Linked DNA regions of Mus musculus: all the other regions are linked to region 3. The links are chromatin contacts, called in public Hi-C, HiChIP or PLAC-seq and promoter capture Hi-C maps. All regions are on one chromosome and are shown on one strand. The core of a region is the stretch at or near the end of the contact, and the rest is flanking DNA. Distances in the headings are between cores, read along the strand shown.

Evidence for each region. Promoter capture Hi-C pulls out the DNA fragments that hold promoters and counts their contacts. A called contact is a pair of places that touch in the nucleus more often than the background predicts. HiChIP or PLAC-seq counts read pairs in DNA pulled down with a chosen protein or histone mark.
Region 1: an H3K4me3 HiChIP or PLAC-seq map of stem cell-derived neural progenitor cells shows a contact between it and region 3, with 2.9 times the contacts expected there. The contact joins the enhancer-like site here to the promoter of Dcaf5 in region 3. A contact is called at or near these places in 1 of 39 promoter capture datasets (neutrophils), 1 of 484 Hi-C or Micro-C datasets (regulatory T cells) and 4 of 115 datasets of contacts at active chromatin or transcription factors (bone marrow-derived macrophages, kidney, large pre-B cells and 1 more).
Region 2: a contact with region 3 is called in a Hi-C map of B cells, with 10 read pairs. The contact joins the enhancer-like site here to the promoter of Dcaf5 in region 3. A contact is called at or near these places in 2 of 39 promoter capture datasets (pre-B cells and stem cell-derived epiblast-like cells), 1 of 484 Hi-C or Micro-C datasets (B cells), 2 of 115 datasets of contacts at active chromatin or transcription factors (memory CD8 T cells and microglia) and 1 of 9 other capture datasets (liver).
Region 4: a contact with region 3 is called in a promoter capture Hi-C map of pre-B cells, with 5 times the contacts expected there. The contact joins the enhancer-like site here to the promoter of Dcaf5 in region 3. A contact is called at or near these places in 5 of 39 promoter capture datasets (the C10 cell line, hippocampal neurons, liver and 1 more) and 1 of 115 datasets of contacts at active chromatin or transcription factors (bone marrow-derived macrophages).

What each region holds. Positions count from the first base shown.
Region 1 is chr12:79,598,154-79,602,873 of GRCm38.p6, reverse strand. The region is part of intron 7 of Rad51b (RAD51 paralog B); the gene reads right to left. Among named protein-coding and RNA genes, the nearest start is that of Gm36048, 200 kb to the left of the region's middle. Within about 2 kb of position 2,398, at least 157 of the 459 cell types and tissues checked have an H3K27ac peak or open chromatin away from gene starts, as enhancers often do. A contact at or near this core is called in kidney, regulatory T cells and stem cell-derived neural progenitor cells, where this site is marked.
Region 2 is chr12:79,630,877-79,635,604 of GRCm38.p6, reverse strand. All of the region lies in intron 7 of Rad51b (RAD51 paralog B), which reads right to left. Among named protein-coding and RNA genes, the nearest start is that of Gm36048, 170 kb to the left of the region's middle. Within about 2 kb of position 1,909, at least 55 of the 459 cell types and tissues checked have an H3K27ac peak or open chromatin away from gene starts, as enhancers often do. A contact at or near this core is called in B cells and microglia, where this site is marked.
Region 3 is chr12:80,434,969-80,440,259 of GRCm38.p6, reverse strand. Dcaf5 (DDB1 and CUL4 associated factor 5) reads left to right here and starts at 3,659. Exons shown (of 9, transcript NM_177267.5): 1 at 3,659-4,075. The coding sequence starts at 3,862.
Region 4 is chr12:79,437,513-79,442,924 of GRCm38.p6, reverse strand. All of the region lies in intron 7 of Rad51b (RAD51 paralog B), which reads right to left. Among named protein-coding and RNA genes, the nearest start is that of Rad51b, 140 kb to the right of the region's middle. Within about 2 kb of position 1,259, at least 49 of the 459 cell types and tissues checked have an H3K27ac peak or open chromatin away from gene starts, as enhancers often do. A contact at or near this core is called in liver and pre-B cells, where this site is marked.

The DNA.
Region 1 (4,720 bases), core at 1,149-3,648, 840 kb after region 3:
ACGCTTCAAACTGGCTCTGCGCCTTCTGAATTCATTTACTTTTCATTGCTTCAGCAAACAGCAGGAGGAAACAGACTCATGATTTCCCAATGTGCTTATGAGCTTCAATTTAAGGTACAGCTCATTCTTCAGAGTCAGAAGGGACTAGACACTTAAATCCAGGTGTTCTGCCGGCTGGAAGATATTTAAACCCACAAGTTGGCTCCACAGCCAAAATATTGTTTCCAGTAACTCTCTTATGAAGAAATTTCCCAGGACAGGGACTTTTGAGGCTGATCTATTACTAGCCCCATAATGGAAATAGCAGGCGAACACAAGGTGAAGGGGCAGCTGATTTGATGGGGGGAGGGGGGGTCATACAGGTGTCCTTGGATATGGACATTGCTGGGGAATCAATTTGTGTGCTTTCTCAGAGATGTACAGAACAGATTGCTGCAATTAGTTAAGGGGCACAGATGTCTGCAAATCTATATGGCACCAGCAGTTGGGAGTGCAGGTCAATGGGGGAAAGCTAAGCAAAGCATGCGTTTATGTGTTTGAGGGGATGGCCCCCAACGGTTCCCTAAAACAGACTTCAAGATAACAGCCTAGAAAGGGGTCGGTAGCCTACTAGCCTTTGACAGAGACTTTTAAGCCTCTTTACAAAGGCCGTTAGTCATGTGTAGGGAAAGAACAGGATCCAAAGGTATAAAGTAAAAAGTATCCCCATTTGCACTTCCCCAAACTCTCCCACAGCATGAAGGGCCCTTGATAGCAGTCTTACTGATTATAATCTGCGGTCTTAGGTGGCTTTATGCTCTGTTGTCCGATCAAGCTGTCCTGGTTCACGTGTTTTAGGGATTTCATTCTCTTGATCTTGGTATGGTTACCAAGGGGACCTCAATGTCTTCTCTTGAATCTGTGCCATCATTTAAACTGAACGTGTTACCAAGTGATCTCAACACACTCTCTGTGACTGTTTCCTTCAGGATTTTTTTGTTGATGGCATTTAGCTTCACCTAGGCACCGCATCCTTAACCCAGGGATTACCCAAACATCATGGTCTGTTCTCAATTCCCCACTGCAGTCTCCCCTCTGTACTTTCTGAATCCGTGTTGGATCTTGTTCTCCTTTCCCACTGCTGCTACCCCTCAGGGGACACACAGACGCTTTCTGTCTGGCCTCTGCTCCCCTTTAGACCTATTCCACATTATCTTCAGAGTTCTTTTTCTGAAACATAATCCAATAAAGTTGTTGTCTTTCTTTTAAACTACCATGAGCTCTTCTGCAACTCTGAGTATTCTACCCAAGGCCCATCACCATCTCCGTTTAATTTAACCCACTCAGCTCCCCACCATGACTCTACGATTATTTTTCTATTTCCAGCATGCTATGCCATTTCAAACATTTCAGCATTCATACAAACCATTCCCTATGATGGTGCTGTTCCTTCCAACCTTAACACTCGGAAAATTCAGATTTTTCATAAATTCCCAATTCTACTGTCTCCTTTTCTTTGCAGAAATAGTTGTTTCATGCTCTGTGTTTCTCCATGTGTTTTGTTTGCTTAGTTAAAAGGCACTAGCACAGTGTATGTCCTCAGGTCTGAGGTGGCATCTTAGGATTTACAATTTTCTCTCTGATGACTAGTACACTCAGGTGCGTAATAAGCGTCTATGAACTCAATGAATAAGCCCAGAGATTAATGTGTTACAAAAGCAAAGAAGCAGACATTCCAGTATGACTCAATATAATCATAAACTAAAACAATTTATTTTTTAAAATATAAGCTTCATGGTGGGGAATATTAGCCAGACCAAATAATATAATCATTATGTATGGCCTTGGCTAAGATGATCAAAATTGACCTTTCAGTGCTGTAAACTTGTCTCTTGGTAAAAGCACACAGTGCCTGATAAATAATAAACACTGTATATGTGTTTGACATTGTCGGTGTTAGAGGCTTATACATGGGTCCACAGTCCATCTGCATAGATACAAATGGAATCCTAATTCTAAGTTACTAGCCTATAATAACTTACCTTAACATTAAGAAATGAATGCTCGCATACCCAAGTTTGCTAATGCACACAGAAATATTCTGCTTTAAACACATGGAACGAGCCAATGGCCTTTGGCCCCAAACCATACATAGCACTGGAGGATGGTAGGCCGAAAGACTTTTGGCGATTTCTTCTAGGTTTTTGTATAGACTAACATCAAGCCAATTTATCTGACCTCCCTGATCCACCCAGCCCATCTAGTACCTTTAGCTATTTTTTTCTAGAAGCCTGAATGAGTCAGAACAAGAAAATGATTAATCAACTTGGAGAGCTTTGAAAGCTGGAACAGAGCCCTGCTGTGAGTAAAGCCTCGGAGCTGTGGGACTGTAGCAGTTGGAAAGTTAGGGGATTTCCATGGTTGGAAACATTTGGCCGGCTCGCCGTGCTCCTCTGACCTTGCAATAAGACAGAGCAGGCCTAGCCGGGTGATTTACCTCTGACAATATCCCATGTCTGCTGCCTTTGGCTATGTGCTCTGACTTGACAAAATCAAAGTAATTCCCCCTGAGCCTTATGATTTTGGATCTGGCTCAGAAAATCCCCTCTGCTTTTTTTCTCTCAGTGGATAGTATTCTCAGTCCCTGGCTTCACTTTTAACTGTGAGGTTGAAATTAGACGTACACACACTGTGCTTGGCCATCAGTCGGGGTGTGTGTACGTGTGTGTGTTTGTGTGGGGCGGTTCTCTTCTTCTGTCAGGACAGGTTGGTTTCACAACTCAGGAAATACAGCACCATCTTGCTTTTCTTCTCTTTTCCTTCCCTTCCCTTCCCTTCCCTTACCTTCCCTTCCCTTCCCTTCCCTTCCCTTCCCTTCCCTTCCCTTCCCTTCCCTTCTTCCCTTCCCTTCCCTTCCCTTCCCTTCCCTTCCCTTCCCTTCCCTTCCCTTCCCTTCCCTTCCCTTCCCTTCCCTTCCCTTTCCTCCCTCCCTCTCTTCCTCCCTCCCTTTCCCTTCTCTCTTTTTGCCAGTTGTTACATAGCAGGCACAACTTAAAATCACTTTTCCAGTTGAAGTTTTGAATTATTTTCTGGTTCCCTGCTACATCTATTCAAATTCTCCCAAATGTTTTACTGGGGCCTTAATTTCTGTTTTACGATTTTGGTTTTTTTTGAAGATACTATTCTGGTATCATTAACTTTTAGATGCTTAATGTGCTGCAGATAGTGTGTCTGAGCAGGGCAAGTGTGCTTTCCGGTTTCTCTCTTACCTGCAATGCTACACTGGGGTAGGGCCTAGTGGCTTTCTCATGTGTGTGTCTTCAATACTCACATCTCATCTCAGCCTCCATTTCACTGCCTCTCCACATTATCTCCTTTCTTTTGTTTAAACAGATGAATCGCTGGGGTTTTTATTTCCAGATCTTTCTGCCCTATCAAGGCATCGATGATGTTTACTGTGAGTGTGCTATCAATAGTGTGTCAGTAAGATGTTCTAGACTTGATTATTTCTTGGTCTTGTGTGTCTGTTTCTCTCTTTAATGTCATTCATTTCTCTTATACAACTTCTTAGGCTCTCATCCACTAACACAACAACAATAACCCCAAAAGATTTAGGCAAAAATTTCTGCTTAATTCTCTTACTTATCAGAAAAGATTCAGGTTCTTTCCCCAAAGCAGCAAACACTGTCATGTATCTCACATAGTCACATAAACACACACATGCCACCGTTCACTGCAAGGGCTCTTAGCCATTGATTTATAGGTCACAAGGACCTTGTTGAGCAATGGCAGCTGCTGATTTTCATTGCATTGGCATGGAGGTGGCCTGGGAATTTTCCTTTTGGCACACAGGTCAGTAAACACACTGGGGATTTGCAGTAAAGAAATAAGGAGCTTGGTGTGGGGGGGGGGTGGGGGGGATGGTATGCTGGTGGCTTAGAGGAGGAAAAAGAAAGGGAACTTTGGGGAAAAGATCTGAAGTTACCGAATAAGCAATAAACAAAGGGGAAAAAGTCGCAGGAGTTAAATATAGAGAAATGATTTAATAGAGAGAAAACAGAAGTCAGGGGAAGGAAAGCAGAGTGGTTAGGGAAAAGACAAGTCAGGAGCAAAGGTTAAGAGAAAAAAAGTGAGACCCAGCTGGTCCTCTGCTTGGAAAGGAAGCACGAGAGAGGCCATTCAGTCCTAAGCAAACACAGATGAGAAGGCATTCCAAATCAGTGCGTCACCTCTTAAACCTGCTCTATTATTAGAATCTGCCATCCACAACCCGGCTTCTGGTCAAAATCCTCCAGCCCATAGAAGCAGAAAGATCCTCACTCAATTCTTTTGAAGTTAGTCTCTTACTTAGTCAAAGCCCTCAAATTCTATCATTCTACACAACTCCAAAGTGAGACACGAACTGGGTCGGGCTTTTGACTATTTGCCTCTGATGACTGGCCTTCTATATATGATAATGGTGGTTGTTAAATCATATTCAGAGAATTTACAGCATTTATTTTATTCCAGATAACTGATGACCAACAATACATGTTGTTCATTGTTGATCTATAGTGTCAAGTTGCAATGTAGGCAAAGGACACTAAATCACAACCAAGAATCCCTATACTGATGAGGATTTAGGCAGTTGCTAAGGAGACGGAGCCTCTGTACAACCACTGGCTCCAAAAGGCTGAATTTTCTCCTCACTGCAGAACTCCACAGTGGGAATCAAGTGTCTTCATCTTTCTTCAGGTGAGAA
Region 2 (4,728 bases), core at 660-3,159, 800 kb after region 3:
TTTCCACTACTACTACACTACGTGACCATAGGTACACAAAGCCCTGACCATCTTGCAGCTAGAGCTGGGTGATCTGTGAGGGGCATCAGGGAAGGACTGTGGGAGGCTGCAGAGGTAAACTTTTCCTCCACACGGGAAAAGCACTTAACCTTCTGTTCCAGACTTTCTAATGAGGAAGAAATAGGACCCAACACTGAGTTTTGTTGCCTAGCTTCCCCTACCAATGGCCCTGGGTTTAGCCATTTTCCCCTTCTGGATCATAAGTGCATTTAAGGTCCAACGACACATCCGTGGAGCCTCTCTTAGATGGGCACACCACAAAGTAAGGGCCTTGAAGAAGCAGAAGCGTCTAGTTGGTGATTGAAGTACAGTGGTGAAACTTTATTGGCAAGGATATAATACAGTATTACTTGGTCTTTTAATACATGTCTACTTTGGCTTACCTGTCAAGCCCTGGGGAAAAGGTGAGTGATGCTGTTTCCGGGCTGCAGCTGTGCAGGACCAGACGCTTCCGATTAAGGGAACAAGTGAACCGAAAACCTTGATCCAAGACATGTGCTTCAGTCCTAGACCACACATTTCAGCATATGAGGAGGGGAGGGGAAGGAATAGGGATGGAGGGCAAGGTAAATGCCTTCAGATCTAATCCTCAATGAGTCCAGATGTGGTTGGGGATTAGACAAGCTTCTGGGTTAGGAGACTGCAATAGAGAACAGGTCAAACAAAGAATGGTCTGCCCTTGAAGAGTGGGTCCTCAATCAGCGTCTAGCAATAATAAGGAAACCAGGAGGAGGGCAGGAGAGTTTCAGATAGATTGGGGGTTCTGAATAAAGAAAGCACTGAACATGAAGAACGATGGGTGGCTGCTACCAAGAGAAGCCATTTAGGCTGAGTTCTGAGGGGCAGTCCTGAGTTTCCAGGGAATTCATGGTAGAATCCCAGCCAGGAAGATGAACGTAAGGATCCTGGGAGAAACAGGCTTGTGATCATCTCGGTACCCAAAGACCACGGTGCTGCAGGCTAGTGATCAAGGATCAGGGTCAATGAAACGGGTGGGGCAGAGTCAGCACCCTGGCTCCGATGACACTGACTTAGAGTTTGGTTTTAGGATGGTAAGAAACCAGGGATGGGTTTGAAGAGAACACTGGCACTATCTGAGTTATGTTTTAGAATATGTTTGGTCTGAAATATAAAGTCCTGCCCATAAAGGTACAGCTTTTGTGTCCTGTGTAACCTGCTTAAAATATTCATGAGTGTCTAATACTGAGTTTGAGAAAAATAAGAGGCTCCTAAGAGTTGAGAGAACTACAGAGAGCTCGGCGCTGAAGTCCGAGCAGCATAGTAGAGAACGGCCCACAAAGGTCTGATGGGACTGCACCTGCTCCAGATGGATCCTAATCGTGAGGATGGTACAGACAGAATACTGCCCTCTCTCTGGAAGTGCCCAAATAGAATCCAGATCATTCCAGGCCGGGTAATGGCCTAACTCTTTTAACGAGCAAGTACTTAACGCATCTCTACAGAGCAAGGATGGAAACGTGAATATTGCAAAAGTTAAAGATGCAATGGGCCTTTGACGATTGATGTGAAAGTTCTACACAGAAGATAAACCACAAGAAGGAAAATATCAACAGTGACACAAAGCTGCACATGTGCATGCGCATGCACACACACACACACACACACACACACACACACACAGCCCAACCAGGCTCTCCTGATTCCTGGCTCATCACCATCTTAAGTGAATATATGTCCAAAGCCAGTGCTTTAGGATTCTGATAGTGACGGGCTGTTTTTCAGATGCCTGCTGGAATTCTGTAGATCCTGCTATTATTACCCTAAGACAAAGGTTATCTATAAACAGCCACTTGGCAGAATCCACTTCAACAGAGTCAATCTCTTCCAACCACCACCAGTTTCGCTTCCCTGTGGGGAAGCTACAAAATGTACACAGGGGAAGTGAGAATGTCGTGCTGACGGCCAGTTCTTTTTTGAAAATGCACAATCCACACAATGATATCCATGGGTACACAGAGGCAAACGGCAGCAACAGTGTGTGTGTGTATACACAATCTATTACCTCAGTTTTTAAAAGTGAGATCTGAACCTTTTTGTAGGTTTGCCTATAAAATGTCAGAAATACCTCACAGACAAGGAAGATATAAGTGACCTGGTCTCTCTAGCTATTAGGAAATTCTTTCTCTTCTCTTCTCTTCTCTTCTCTTCTCTTCTCTTCTCTTCTCTTCTCTTCTCTTCTCTTCTCTTCTCTTCTCTTCTCTCCTTCCTTTCTTTCTTTCTTTCTTTCTTTCTTTCTTTCTTTCTTTCTTTCTTTCTTTCTTTCTTTCTTTCTTTTTCCCCCAAGGAAAACAAATAGAATTCTATCAGAAGCTTGGTTAGTCCCTCTGCTCCATTCCAATAAAAATGATAGGTAAGTCAATTGTTCAAACAGCAGTGACTTACACATCAGCTGACATACTATAGAGGAGCATCTTAACTGAAAAATTCAGATTTATCCAAAGAAAAATGGAAACCACAAAGCTGACAAGTTCAGTGGGTGCTTGAGCATGACATAAATCATTCGAGTATGACCAGCATGACAGAGTCAGAGCCAGAGCCATTGAGAACATTTTACATTATAGGTTATATCCAAAGTAAAGTAAGTGATCTGTGTTAACTGAGAAACACCAGCCAAGTGAATTGTTCATCTATATTGTCAGCTAGAGGCAGAAGACTGAATTCTGAACCCTTAAGCCAAATATTTCAAAATATAACTTCATCTCCATCCTTGAGGACCAGCCTTCAAGGATCTGTGTGGGCACGATGAGAGGATGGCAGCATCTCACTACAGGACTAAAGTCTGCAAGTACCACTCTTCTAAGTGAAACCAATATTTTCTAAATAGTTACTTGGACTGTACATAACTATTTCTCTTCTATGACTTCTTTGGATTTTTCATGATGGATTTATAAGATAGAAAAATAGATATCATCTCCACAGATGCATGAAAACAGTAAGGCTCAGAAGTTTCTGGAATTGTTCTAGCAGATGTAAGATCTGAATCTCAAATTTTGATGATGTTCAACTCTCATTATTTCGATCTTGTTGACCAAACTATAAATTAAAATGAAACCTTAGCAAAACAGTTGATCCATGTTTGCCCAGGGCCAAGGAGGGGGACGACCGACTACAGAGTTGCTCAGGGAAACGTGCTAGGTTATAGGATCTCTGTTAGGTATACATATTCTCCGAAATTCATTAAGCTATGCACTTTATTAGATGTAAATTGAATTTTAGGAAATGACATTAATCTGATCTTCAAGTTTTCCTTTCATAAATAAGAGAAATCACTCATCTCACTCTGTGTCTACTGCCTTGGCATAGGAGACCCATTCTTTCTTTGAATTTCCCACTGGCCACCATGCTCTCTCTGTCATAACCCTTCGTGTTAAATGTGACCACATTAAATTACATTCCTAGACTTGCATAGATTTTTTTTTCATACAATACTAAATGCTTTTGTCTTATTCAAGTTGCCTAAATTGAGGTATATCTCTAATATTTTTGGTTGCCATGGCGTTCCTCTTGTTAGGGGGACTATGGGGAACCAAATCAGCTGGATTGTTCATCCTTAGAATTCACAATCAAAAGAGTAAAACCAGCTGGGCGTGGTGGCATAAGCCTTTAATCCCAGCACTTGGGGGGCAGAGGCAAGTGGATTTCTGAGTTCGAAGCCAGCCTGGTCTACAGAGTGAGTTCCAGGACAGCCAGAGCTACACAGAGAAACCCTGCCTCAAAAAAACAAAAACAAACCAAAACAAACAAACAAACAAAAAAACCAAACCAAACCAACCAAACAAACAAAAAAGAGTAAAACTTTCCTCCAAAAAAGCAACATATTTTCTGAAAGCACAATATTCTCCTCCTTCGAAATGTATTTCCACCCATTGTATTTAAATAAAAGGCACTGAGAAGGGGTTCTGTGTCTCTGTAGTGACTTCCACAATTCACAGTACTACACAAAAAATGATGTCCTGACCCTTCTGATAAAATAACCTTTACAGCTCTTCAAAGCACTTTCTGAAATGTTCTCATATTTATTTCTGCCCTGAAGGAACAACATTATGGGGATGATATTGTATCAACCCTGTGGTACAGAGATCCCAGGTCAACAGAATATCTAACTTTTCAGAAGTTATTCAGCTCGCATGTGGGAGAATCCATTTTGTCATATACTCTGCCCTTTATTCATTTATAATACATTCTTATATTTGTTTCACTTAGACCCAAAATCAGTCTCCTTGCTAAAGAAATGTTGGATTTCAGAATATGAGAACATGAGTCCCTGAAACATGGTACCTTGTCATTGTGAGTATTTCAAGCTCTAGAAACTAACACATAAATGTATTCTCCTTCTTATTTATTTATTTAGGTTTTTCAAGACAGGGTTTCTCTGTGTAGCCCTGGCTGTCCTGGAACTCACTCTGTCGACCAGGCTGGCCTCGAACTCAGAAATCCCCCTGGCTCTGCCTCCCAAGTGCTGGGAATAAAGGTGTGTGCCACCACTGCCCAGCTCATAAATATATTCATATACATCCCCAAACGGAAAGAACACTTCTGGCCTTATTCTGCCTGTCTCCTCTGACATAAGCTATTTTAAAAGTTCTCTGACCCACCTCTTCAAGAAGCAGGTCATAAGGTTTCCTTTCTAGTGAACTTCTGTCCATA
Region 3 (5,291 bases), core at 2,410-4,909:
AATAGCCCAAACTCAAAGCAACATATATATTGTTAATAGCCTTATGTAACCCTATAGATTGGTAATTTTTCAATGATTATATTTAGTGTTGGGGTATAGCTTTGCACGCTGGAGGCCTTGGGTTGGATCCTCAGCACCAGAGCAGGGTGTGGTGGCTTACTCAGTTCCTCTGCAAAGATCAGTGTGTCAAAGGCTTTGAAGTTACAGAAACATGGACAAGTGAGCCCTAAGGGATGTCTGTCAGCGTTTCTCTGTGTAGTCCTGGCTGTCCTAGAATTCACTTTGTAGATCAGGCTAGCCTCAAACTCAGAGATAGGTCTGTCTCTGCCTCCCTCCAGAGTGCTGGGATTAAAAGCATGACCACCACACCTGGCTAAAAATAAATTTAAAACCAACCAACCAACCAACTAAACAAACAAACAACTGGGCTCCTGAGATAGCTCAATAAAGGCACTTGTCAGTAGAGGGCATTGGATCCTTGGAACTGTAGCTACAGTGGGTTGTTAGTGGCCATGACATGGGTGATGAAAATTAGTTGTGGGTCTTCTGCAAGAGCAACTAGTGCTCTGAACTTCAGCCCCCCTACATTTTTTTAAAGATTTATTTAGTTATTTTATATATGTTAGTATACTGTCTGTCTCTAGAGACATACCAGAAGAGGGCATCAGATCCCACTACAGATGGTTGTGAGCCACCATGTGGTTGCTGGGAATTGAACTTAGAACCTTTGGAAAAGCAGTTAGTGCTCTTAACCACTGAGCCATCTCTCCAGCCCCTCCCCCTCGCATTCTTAATATAAGTAAATAAATAACATGGTGCTTTACCTCCTGAAGTTAACTGTTTCTTTCTTTCTTTTTTTTTTTTTTTTGGTTTTTCGAGACAGGGTTTCTCTGTATAGTCATGGCTGTCCTGGAACTCACTTTGAACTCACTCTATAGACCAGGCTGTCCTTGAACTCAGAAATTTGCCTGCCTCTGCCTCCCAAGTACTGGGATTAAAGGCGTGCACCACCACGCCTGGCAAGTTAACTGTTTCAATAGAGCTAATTTGGCAAGTAATTATAGGAAACTCAATGAGTCTGAATTTCAGATGAACAATGAATAATTATTTTAAAAATGTCTGCCTGATAGTTCATGGATATATTAATACTAAAACACAACTCACCATTCATCTGAAATTCATGCTGAACTGAATGAATGCTTTTTAATTTTTCTCTGGAAAACCTATTTATAGAAATGTGGCTAACTCAGAGACGCTGAGGACCTAGCTCAGAGGTAGAGCACTGTGGCTTACTCAGAGATGCTGAGGACCTAGCTCAGTGCTAGAGCACTTGCAAAGCATGCCCAGGCTCTAAACTCAACCCCTAGATTTGTCAAAATGAGATAATAAAATCTATCCAGAATAACTGTAGGATAAAGACTAGGTGGTCCTTCATCTTTGCTCTAGTTGGTCACTGGACAGTTAGGGAACTTCCCACAAAGCCCTAGAATTGAGCTACCTTGTGACCAGATCCTGAACTATTTTTAGGCTGAAGTTTTCCAGGGATTGGGGGGGGGGGAAGAGTCATATTTTAAATTGTGGATTAAAGTATATATTTAAGAGAAGAGAGTAGTGTGTCATATGTTGACACAGTAAGGCCACTTCAGACACATCATTACTAGGCCTCTCTCCCCTACCCTAAGCAAATAAGGCAGAGATAAATAATGGCTGATTAATACAACAGAGCCAAAGGGCGCTTTTTAAATGTGTAGTTGAGCATGCCAAGAAAAGGAACTGAGATGGGAAAAACCTTGCAATAAATGAACAAAACTTACTGTGTTGTTTATTTTTTGAGACAGGGTTTCTCTGTGTAGTTCTGGCTGTCCTGGAACTTGCTCGGTAGACTCAAGAGACTTGCCTGCCTCTTGCTGGATTAAAGGTATGCGCCGGTATGAGCCGCTACTACTCAGCTACTGTTATTTGAGATCAGGGTCTCTTATAGCCTATCGGCTGACCTTGAACTCCTGATTCTCCCACCTCCACTTCCCAAGTCCTTGGATTATATGTACAAACCACAGTGTGCACAGGATTTTTTTTTTAAGCATTACTCATTTTCTTTTTTTTTTTTTTTTTAAAGATTTATTTATTTATTTATTATATGTAAGTACACTGTAGCTGTCTTCAGACACACCAGAAGAGGGAGTCAGATCTTGTTACGGATGGTTGTGAGCCAACATGTGGTTGCTGGGATTTGAACTCAGGACCTTCGGAAGAACAGTCGGGTGCTCTTACCTGCTGAGCCATCTCACCAGCCCCTCATTTTCTTATTTAAGGGATAATATTCCATTTGAATTCTCATTTTTGGGTTTGGTGACCTTCTAATAAATTTAGAATGTTGTTATATGAACTTTTGAATTAACTACTTGCAAAAAAATAATTTTGCTTGACAGGTGAACCTCTTCCTCATTCCCCATCTTTATCTTAAGAATTTCTTTAGTTCATCTTTCACCTATGGTTGTATTTAACCACTCCTGTGCCATCTCTGGTCCTGAGATTGTAATTCGTGTTAAACTGAAAGGGCAAACCTGACACCTGCCTATTTCAGGTTAGTTAATTACCACTAATGATAGAGGATAGTTTCCTGGAAAAGCACTCCATTGAAAAGGGGACTTTCAACTTTACCTGGTAAAATTCCAGTGCACTTACCCAGTTTCCTCACTGAGGTCAACTCAACTGAGGACTCCTGCACTATTGAAAGGCAGCTACTTCTGGACTATACTGTGGCTGCTGGTTAACAGCTGTGCATCTCCAGGCCTCCATTCTCAAGACCTTTGGCCTCACCCCTACCAATGAAATAAGATACTGCTACGTTTCATAATGTTTCTTGTGGCTTGCAAATGCATCTGGAACCAATGGACAGAGGACCTTCTCAATTTGATTTTGGCAATTTTCTTCTCACTTTCTTTTGGGAGTGGGGGGTGGGGATTGTTAGTGCTAGAGATTGAACCCAGAACTTGAAGAATGCAAAAAGCATACGCTCTACTATATGGCTACTATATCAGCTCAATTCTCTTTTCACCTCTCCGCAACCCCCTAAACCCAAGTGTCCTATCAGCTTGAATAATTCTGCCTTTTTTTTTAAACCGATAGGCTGGGGGTGGTGGTGGGGGTGGTGGTGAGTGTCAATTAGAAAACTGAATTGGAGAATAGAAGGGTGTATCAACATTTTTGGAAAGGGCAGGTGCACCGATAAAACCCCACAGACAACCTCCTTCCAGACGTCCAGTCCAATCGTGGGTTCCCTCACTTGAACAGGGAACTGGGCGCCCCAGGAGGCAGCGAGCAGCGCTGGGCGAGCCGCTGTCCCTCCAGGGAAGGAGGGTGAGCCCGCAGGCCGGCTGCCACTCTGATTGTTACGCGTGTCCAACTTCAGAGTGCGGCGTGCCGGGGGTGCCCCGTCGCCGCCATCCTGAGCCAACCGTGGTTCGGCGCGGTCAGCGGCCGCTGCAAGCCGCCGCCCGCCATCTCCGGGCAGCCGTCCGCGGGGGAGGGGCAGCTGGCGCCCGCGTTCTCCGGCCCGGCGGCCGGCGGAAGAGCCCCGCACCGCGGAAGCGCGACCGCAGCTGGGGATCAGCTGCTGGAGGCGGCAGGGAGGCGGAGCCTAGGGGGGAAGGGGAGGGAGGGACGCGACCGTGAGGAAGCCGCGAACGCCGCCGACCGACCGTCTGCACACCTCGCTCCGTCTGCCATGGCTGGTTAAAGAAGCCTCCGGCTCGCTGCGCGCGGGGAGGGACGGGACGGGAGGGGAGCGGCGGCCCGGCGTGCGGCCGAGGGAGGGGCGGCGGCGCGAGCTGCAGCGGCGGTGGCGGCGGCGGTTCCAGCATGAAGAGGAGAGCTGGCCTGGGGGGCAGCATGAGGTCAGTGGTGGGCTTCTTGTCCCAGCGGGGCTTGCATGGGGACCCCCTGCTCACTCAGGACTTTCAGAGGAGACGCCTGCGGGGCTGCAGAAACCTCTACAAGAAGGACCTTCTCGGCCACTTCGGCTGTGTCAATGCCATTGAATTCTCCAACAATGGAGGCCAGTGGCTGGTCTCAGGTAAATCAACCCCCTTCCTTCCCCTCCCCGCGCCTCCCGCTCCCCTTCCAGCTGCCCCTTCCCCTTCCCCGCCACCCTCCTGCTGCCCTGCGTCCCCACCCCCGCCCTTCTCAACCCCTCTCCAGCGGTGGGAAGATTTGGTGTGAAATTAATACCATTGCAGGGGGAGGGAGGAAGGGAGGGGGGAGGGAAGGAAGAAGGGGAAGGAGAGGAGGATGTCTTCTATATATATAAAAAAAGACCTAAAATGGTTGACAGGTCTTTAATGTGCTTTATCCCAAGTGCAAAGTGGTCCCTCCAGATGCCTGCCCCACCAGTGTGGGTCGGGGAGGGGGACGAGGTTACGGTTTGACTAAGTTGGTTGGCAAACTCTTCCTCTGCGTAGTTTAAAAGGTGCGGGGGGCACTGGGGGGAGGGCTGGCCGGGGGGGGGGGGGAGACCAAGGCTCGCCAAAGGCCAGGCGAAGCTCGAGCCCCAGTCCTCGGTGTCATGGAGAAAAGGGGCCTCGGAGCCGGAGGCCGGCGGTGACAGAGCCGGACACCGTGGGGCCAGCGGGGTCGGGCGGGTGGTGACGGGTAGCAGAGAGGCGTCCCCTCCCCCTGGCTCTCTCAGGGCCCAATCCCATCTCCCAGCACGCAGTGGTAGCCTCTTCAGCGTCTTGTTTTTATTATGGTTCCGAGAGTGGCGAGGGCTCTAGCGACCTAGGGACACCAACCAGCCTGAACTTGGATGCGCTGTTCGGGAGGCAGGGCTTCAGGAGGACCCCCCGGGAGACCTACTGGCGGGAGGCGGGCTCCAGGACCCCCTTCACCCGCGCGGCTCCTGTTGCAGGGCTGCTCGCCTCCTCCCCCACCCGGTTCAGCTGGGCCTACTTGCCTCCAGGGTCTCCCCGCTGGGGTGGGGGAAAGTGGTGCAATCGAGGCCGGGGCTCCGGCCGGGCGGTGTAGGCCTTGCTCTCTCGGGGCTCCTAGCGACAGGCAGCTGAATCGATAGCCTATTGCTCCGGGGGGGGAGGCCGGACCCGAGCGGCGGCGGCGACGGTGGCAGCGGCGGCGCCTGCGTACGCCGCGGCAGGGTCGCTGGCTGCCCCCGCTCCTCCCCTGGGGTCGCGGCCCCGGGTGTGGGCGGGTGGGGCTGGGCTCTTGCCCGAGAAGGGGCGGCTCCCTGAAACCCGGCTGCGCTGTGAAGGGCCTAGACCAGATCGGGCGTTCCCGCT
Region 4 (5,412 bases), core at 10-2,509, 990 kb after region 3:
ATGCTCACCAGAGTCAAATCAGCAGGCCATCTGATCTCAGCTGCCAATCTCAAAACTGTTAGCTAAGTAAACTTCGTTTTTTTTTTAAACTTAGTACCAAGCCTCTGATATTCTGTTATTATAAAAGAAAACAGATCAATACAAGTCATGTACTTTTTATCACACTTAAGTTTAAAAAAAAAAATCCTGACCTGCTCCAATGATCTCACTGAGAGGCAAACACCCTCCCTTCAGCATACTGTGAGTAAAACTGAAGGCCACATAACAACATAGGCATAAAGTTTTTGCTGAAACCCAAACATAATAGTTCATGCCTCTAAATCTCAGTATTCAGGAGGCCGAGGCAGGAGGATTACAAGTTTAAGATTAGTGTGGGCTACACAGCAATGTCTTAAAAGACACATACACCTCTTGTTTAGTCCCACTGGTTTTCATACACACGTTTCCCTATGAGAGCCAGGGACGGTGAGTAGAATCCCAGCCCCTGAGGTGTAGGTTAGGAGGGTTACAAGTCTGAGGTCTGCTGAGCTACACGAGAGACAAGACTCTGTCTCAAAGCGGGGTGGGGGAAGAAAGAAAAAGAAAACTGAAAGTGATTTGGTTGACAAAAATCTAAAAGGAAATACTATTTTTAAGTTGAAAAGATAGTGGGTTTTCTTTGCATCATTTACTGATTTTAGAACAATGAATACAGCAACCACCAGTGACTCTACTCAATGAGAAAAGAACGCAGAGCACATCTGAGAGACTCTGAAAGGCCCTCGAGATTACACGGACAGTATATTCAGACTTCCTTCTCAAGTGGTTTTAAACGTGTTTGACATGTTTTATGTGTTGGATGAAAAATTTAAGGCTGCCCAACTTTTATAGCATGATTTTGATTTCAAGTCCCATCTCCTATATCCAAACTAATTTGTAAAACTTTTCAGGAAGTTATACACAACTTTAAACTTCATTAAAGCTGCAAGCGTATGTTTAAACGTCAGCGAATGGCATTGAAAGCATGTTTACTGAAGTTTCCATAAACACACTCTAGAACTCAGAAAGGCAGGTCTGCTGATTATGTTGGAAGAGTCAAAGGTCACCAATGATGGCTTACATCTTCTCTTGAAAGCCCTCCTCTTTCTTCCTCTGCTGTCTTTTAAAGAGTCATCTTATCTCTTGTGCTGTAAAATAAGTTTAAACAGTTCCCACCCAGATCTAGGGCCATTCAGTGTTCGTGGTTTTGAGCCTGCCCCACTCAAATTAATCAATATTTCCTCAGCAAACACTGGGATTTAGTACTGAGCTGAAAGGAAAATAAGAAAAGGCTTTGTTAATTGAAAGAAACGACAACCCTGGAAGCCACTTGGGTAATATTTTAAAGGCACTTTTGTAAGTCATTGAAGGTAGTCTCCAGCTCATATGCAGTCCTCTTCCACACAAGTCAAAGCTGATCTACAGGATCACCAGGGTCTGGTCAGAGTGATGGTGTGTAGCTTCCAAGATCTCTCGGCGTTTCGAGACTTCAGAGCCAGTGCCAGCATTGAGCAACAACATGACGCCATGACCCTCTATCTGCAGGGTTTTTAAGTCGTGGATGACCACAATACTTCACCTCACAACTCAGCAAAGACACAACCCCAGAAACACCTGACCAGAAACGTTAAGGCTCCTGAGTACTGACATCCTGTTTATTTAACATGTGAGATCACTCAAACGAGGGCCAAAAATCAAATCCTTCATTTTTAAAGATTCCTATATCTAGTGTAGCTTACTGATTTTTGGCTGTATTACATGTCTTCTCTTGATTAAATGATTCTGGGGATGAGAGAGTATTTACTTGTTTATTTACAAAAGAATGAGTGTTGGAGAAACCTGATAATTCTTGCTGATCTGCAGATAAATAGCATTAGTTTAAATTGTTTACTATTTACATTTTGGGAAAAATTCTTTAACCTTAAAGGCAAAATTGTCCTTAAAAGAGGATAAAATGTTTATGTATTCATATTTACTGTACTGGATATTTGACAAGAGTTTGATTTTGTTTTGTTTTGTTTTGTTTTGTTTTTTTAAACTGGGATTGAACCTAGGGCTCTACCACCAAGCTACATCTCAGCTGCAACCCCCCAACCCTCCCTTCCCCAACTTATTTTTATGTTGAGACAAGACTGTACTAAGGAGTCTTGAACTCAGAGTAGCCCAGGAAAGCTCTGAACTTGTGGTGCTCCTATCTCAGCCTCTCCAAGCTGGGGTTACAGATCTGAATCACCAATTGTGTTTTTAACATTAAGTATGAAGACGATATTACAGATCACTTAAGCCGGTGCCTCCATATGCAGAACAGCTCTTCTCACTTGACAGGAACATCTGTTCTTTCCTAACTTGTTGAGTTTAGAGGAATTTTAATAATTTACTGTTCTCACTGAGACCCGACCAATTCTCCTAATTTCTTGTAATGTATTTGGGGGTGGGGATAAGCTCAAGATTGGTGCTCGGTGTGGGAGTGTCACCTTTCCATGGTGTCCTGCACAGTGGAGCACTATTATTTTATAAAGAAGAATTGGAAAAAAGAAACCTCCCATGGATTTATAGGAAATAATTTAAAGATACATTATCAAGTAAAATCTCAGACTAACACTCTGTGTAAAGACGAAGACAAAAATCAAGGATATGCTCACATAAATCTAGACACCATGAGGAGAAACAAGCACAGGAAGGGTAAAAGCGAAACTGAAGTTACAGGGATGAAACAGCAAAGAAGGGAGCTGGCCCTTCTCTGGGTACATTTCTTTGCACAGACACTTTGATGTTTTACACACATGCGCCCCCACATACGATTATCAGAAGATGGGAGTTAAAGTGTAAAATTGAAATCTAAATGGAACCGAATGAGTCAAGTTTTCACTTCAAATAACAAAACCATGCTGGAAGCAGCAGAAGGCAAGCAGAGACTAAACACTAACCCGATTATCACTTTATAAAATTACATGCGTTATTACTGTGTGGCCATGACGCAAATGTATACATGTGCGTGCCATAGCGCCATGTGAAGGCAGAGGGTCTGGAGACCTCAGCTGGACCAGTGAAACCTCTATCCACCCTGGTGTCTCTCGCACTCCCATAAGGCCAGCTCAAAGTCTAACAGCTAGCACGTGTCCAGGTGACTGAATCCAAACCGACTTCTGTCTTATAAGTTCTAGGTAGGTCTAACTCAAGCCTCTATTAAATACCTAATGAATGCTGTGATTAGCGTTACTATCTAAATATTATAACACTCACTTCCTCCCTTGTATGCTTGTATCTAGGCACTGGAGGGCTGAACGCTAGACAAATATTTCCCTATCACTTTCAAAGCAGCCTTTACACTGATTAAAATGTGCTGACATGCTAAACACATTTTTTACATAATGGTTTTACATAATGGTTCAGTTGAAAATATTCCATTCCTCAAGAAGATGGTTCTTTTCTTTCTTTCTTTTTTTTTTTTTTTTTTTTTTTTTTTTGGTGTTTTTGAGACAGGGTTTCTCTGTGTAGCCCTGGCTGTCCTGGAACTCACTTTGTAGACCAGGCTAGCCTCGAACTCAGAAATCCGCCTGCCTCTGCCTCCCGAGTGCTGGGATTAAAGGCATGCACCACCACCGCCCGGCTGGTTCTTTTCTTTTCCCCCTTTAATATTAAACCTCAAAAACTCGTAAAAATGTCTAGCTTTCTCTCTGGCACTTAAGACTCCCTTACAGAGTGAAACACAAGCTCAGGACTTTGTAATGCCCGTCTCACCCTGACAGGAGATGATATTTGTAAGATACTTAATGGAACACTCCAATTACTTGAACTGAGATCCAAAAATGCTAGAAAAACTTAGCAGGAAAAGAAAGTTCATTTAGCATTATTTCAACTGCATTGTATTTACATGGATAAATATTAGAAAGAGGGCCTTCAAGATAGTTCAATGGGGAAAGGTCCTTGTGGCCAGATGACCTCAATCACCCGAAACCATATAGCAGAATAAAGTACCAACTCTGCAAGTAGTCCTTTAACCTACATACACAAGCTACACATACAAACACACGCATGCACGCGAGCGCGCGCGCGCACACACACACACACACACACACACACACACAGAATGAATGAATGATGAATGAATGAACAAATGAAACAACATTTTATTTTAAACATTAGAAATAAATACACCAAGAGAAGAATGGCTCTTCCAGGTCCCTGCCTGAGAGAGTCGCCAAGGATGCAGAGAGGCCTTGCCCATCTAGGTACCTTGGTGAAAGCCCATCAGTGAAACAGCCAGTCCGGCACAGACCCTGGTTTTTACTGTAAGTAAACACATTCGGGTAGAGGTTTAACCAGTGGAGTCAGAGGTGGTATCAATAGACTCCAAGACCTATGTGGATCAGGCCAATGGGAGTTGAGTATGTGTCCTATGTCCCCGTGGATGAGCAGTAGCAGCTGTGCCATCTTCACATGAGCATAGCCACCCTAGTGCCATATCAGGGTTTGAGTGAGGTGTTTGTTGGTTTGAAATGTTGGCTTCCAGTGGGCTCCAAATCAACCATCAGCCTGTTCCTAGGGAAGCCGCACCAAGTCAGACCACAGTCCTTCTGGTGCTCTGTAGAGCAGTGCTAGGGCAACTAACAGCTAAACTCTAACCAGAGCTGTATCCTGACAGCCTCACAGCACAGTGTAGAGGACAAAAAAGCCACCACTTTGGGTTCCAGGATGTGGGCAACACAGGCTCACCTCTGTCCGTGCCACCACCCCACACTCTGCTGTTGTGAGCCTAAACTTCTTCATGCTTTCCTAGGTCCCAGGAGCCCCTTTCCTGAGTATGTGTTTATCATAATCACCTTTTAAACATAGTAAAAATTCCTATTTTTCTATATATGCACAGAGCCCCTAAGTCTGAAAATTTGATCAATAACACAAATTAGAAAGAAAAGAGCACTTATTGACCTCGTAAATTGTAGTTACATATTTACATGTGCATATTCAAGTAGCAAAAATAGAGAGAACAGAGGGAATGAAGTGCCATGGGAGTCAGCACTCACCTTGGGAACAGGTAGTTGTTCTTTGTTTTTCCTTATTCTTTTCAAGTTTCCCACCATGCAAATGACTTTCTTTAATAATCACTATTTGCATAACTGATTTTTTTTCAAGACTTTACACATAAGAGGAGCCAGTGGGGGCATTTCCTGCCCTGGCAAGTATAGACTGACAGAACTTTCTCTCTTTGAAGCCGTGGCTCCCTCAAGGACGAGACTATAGCTCTTCCGGGGAATCTTATTTTCCTTCTCTAATACTTGGTCCTTCTACTTCTGCAAAAGTTGCCCAATTGCTACTCTTTAGTGTCTTAGAGAATGATCATGTATACTGCACACACAGACACAAGTAGACTTTAGGTTTACTTCTAAATACAGC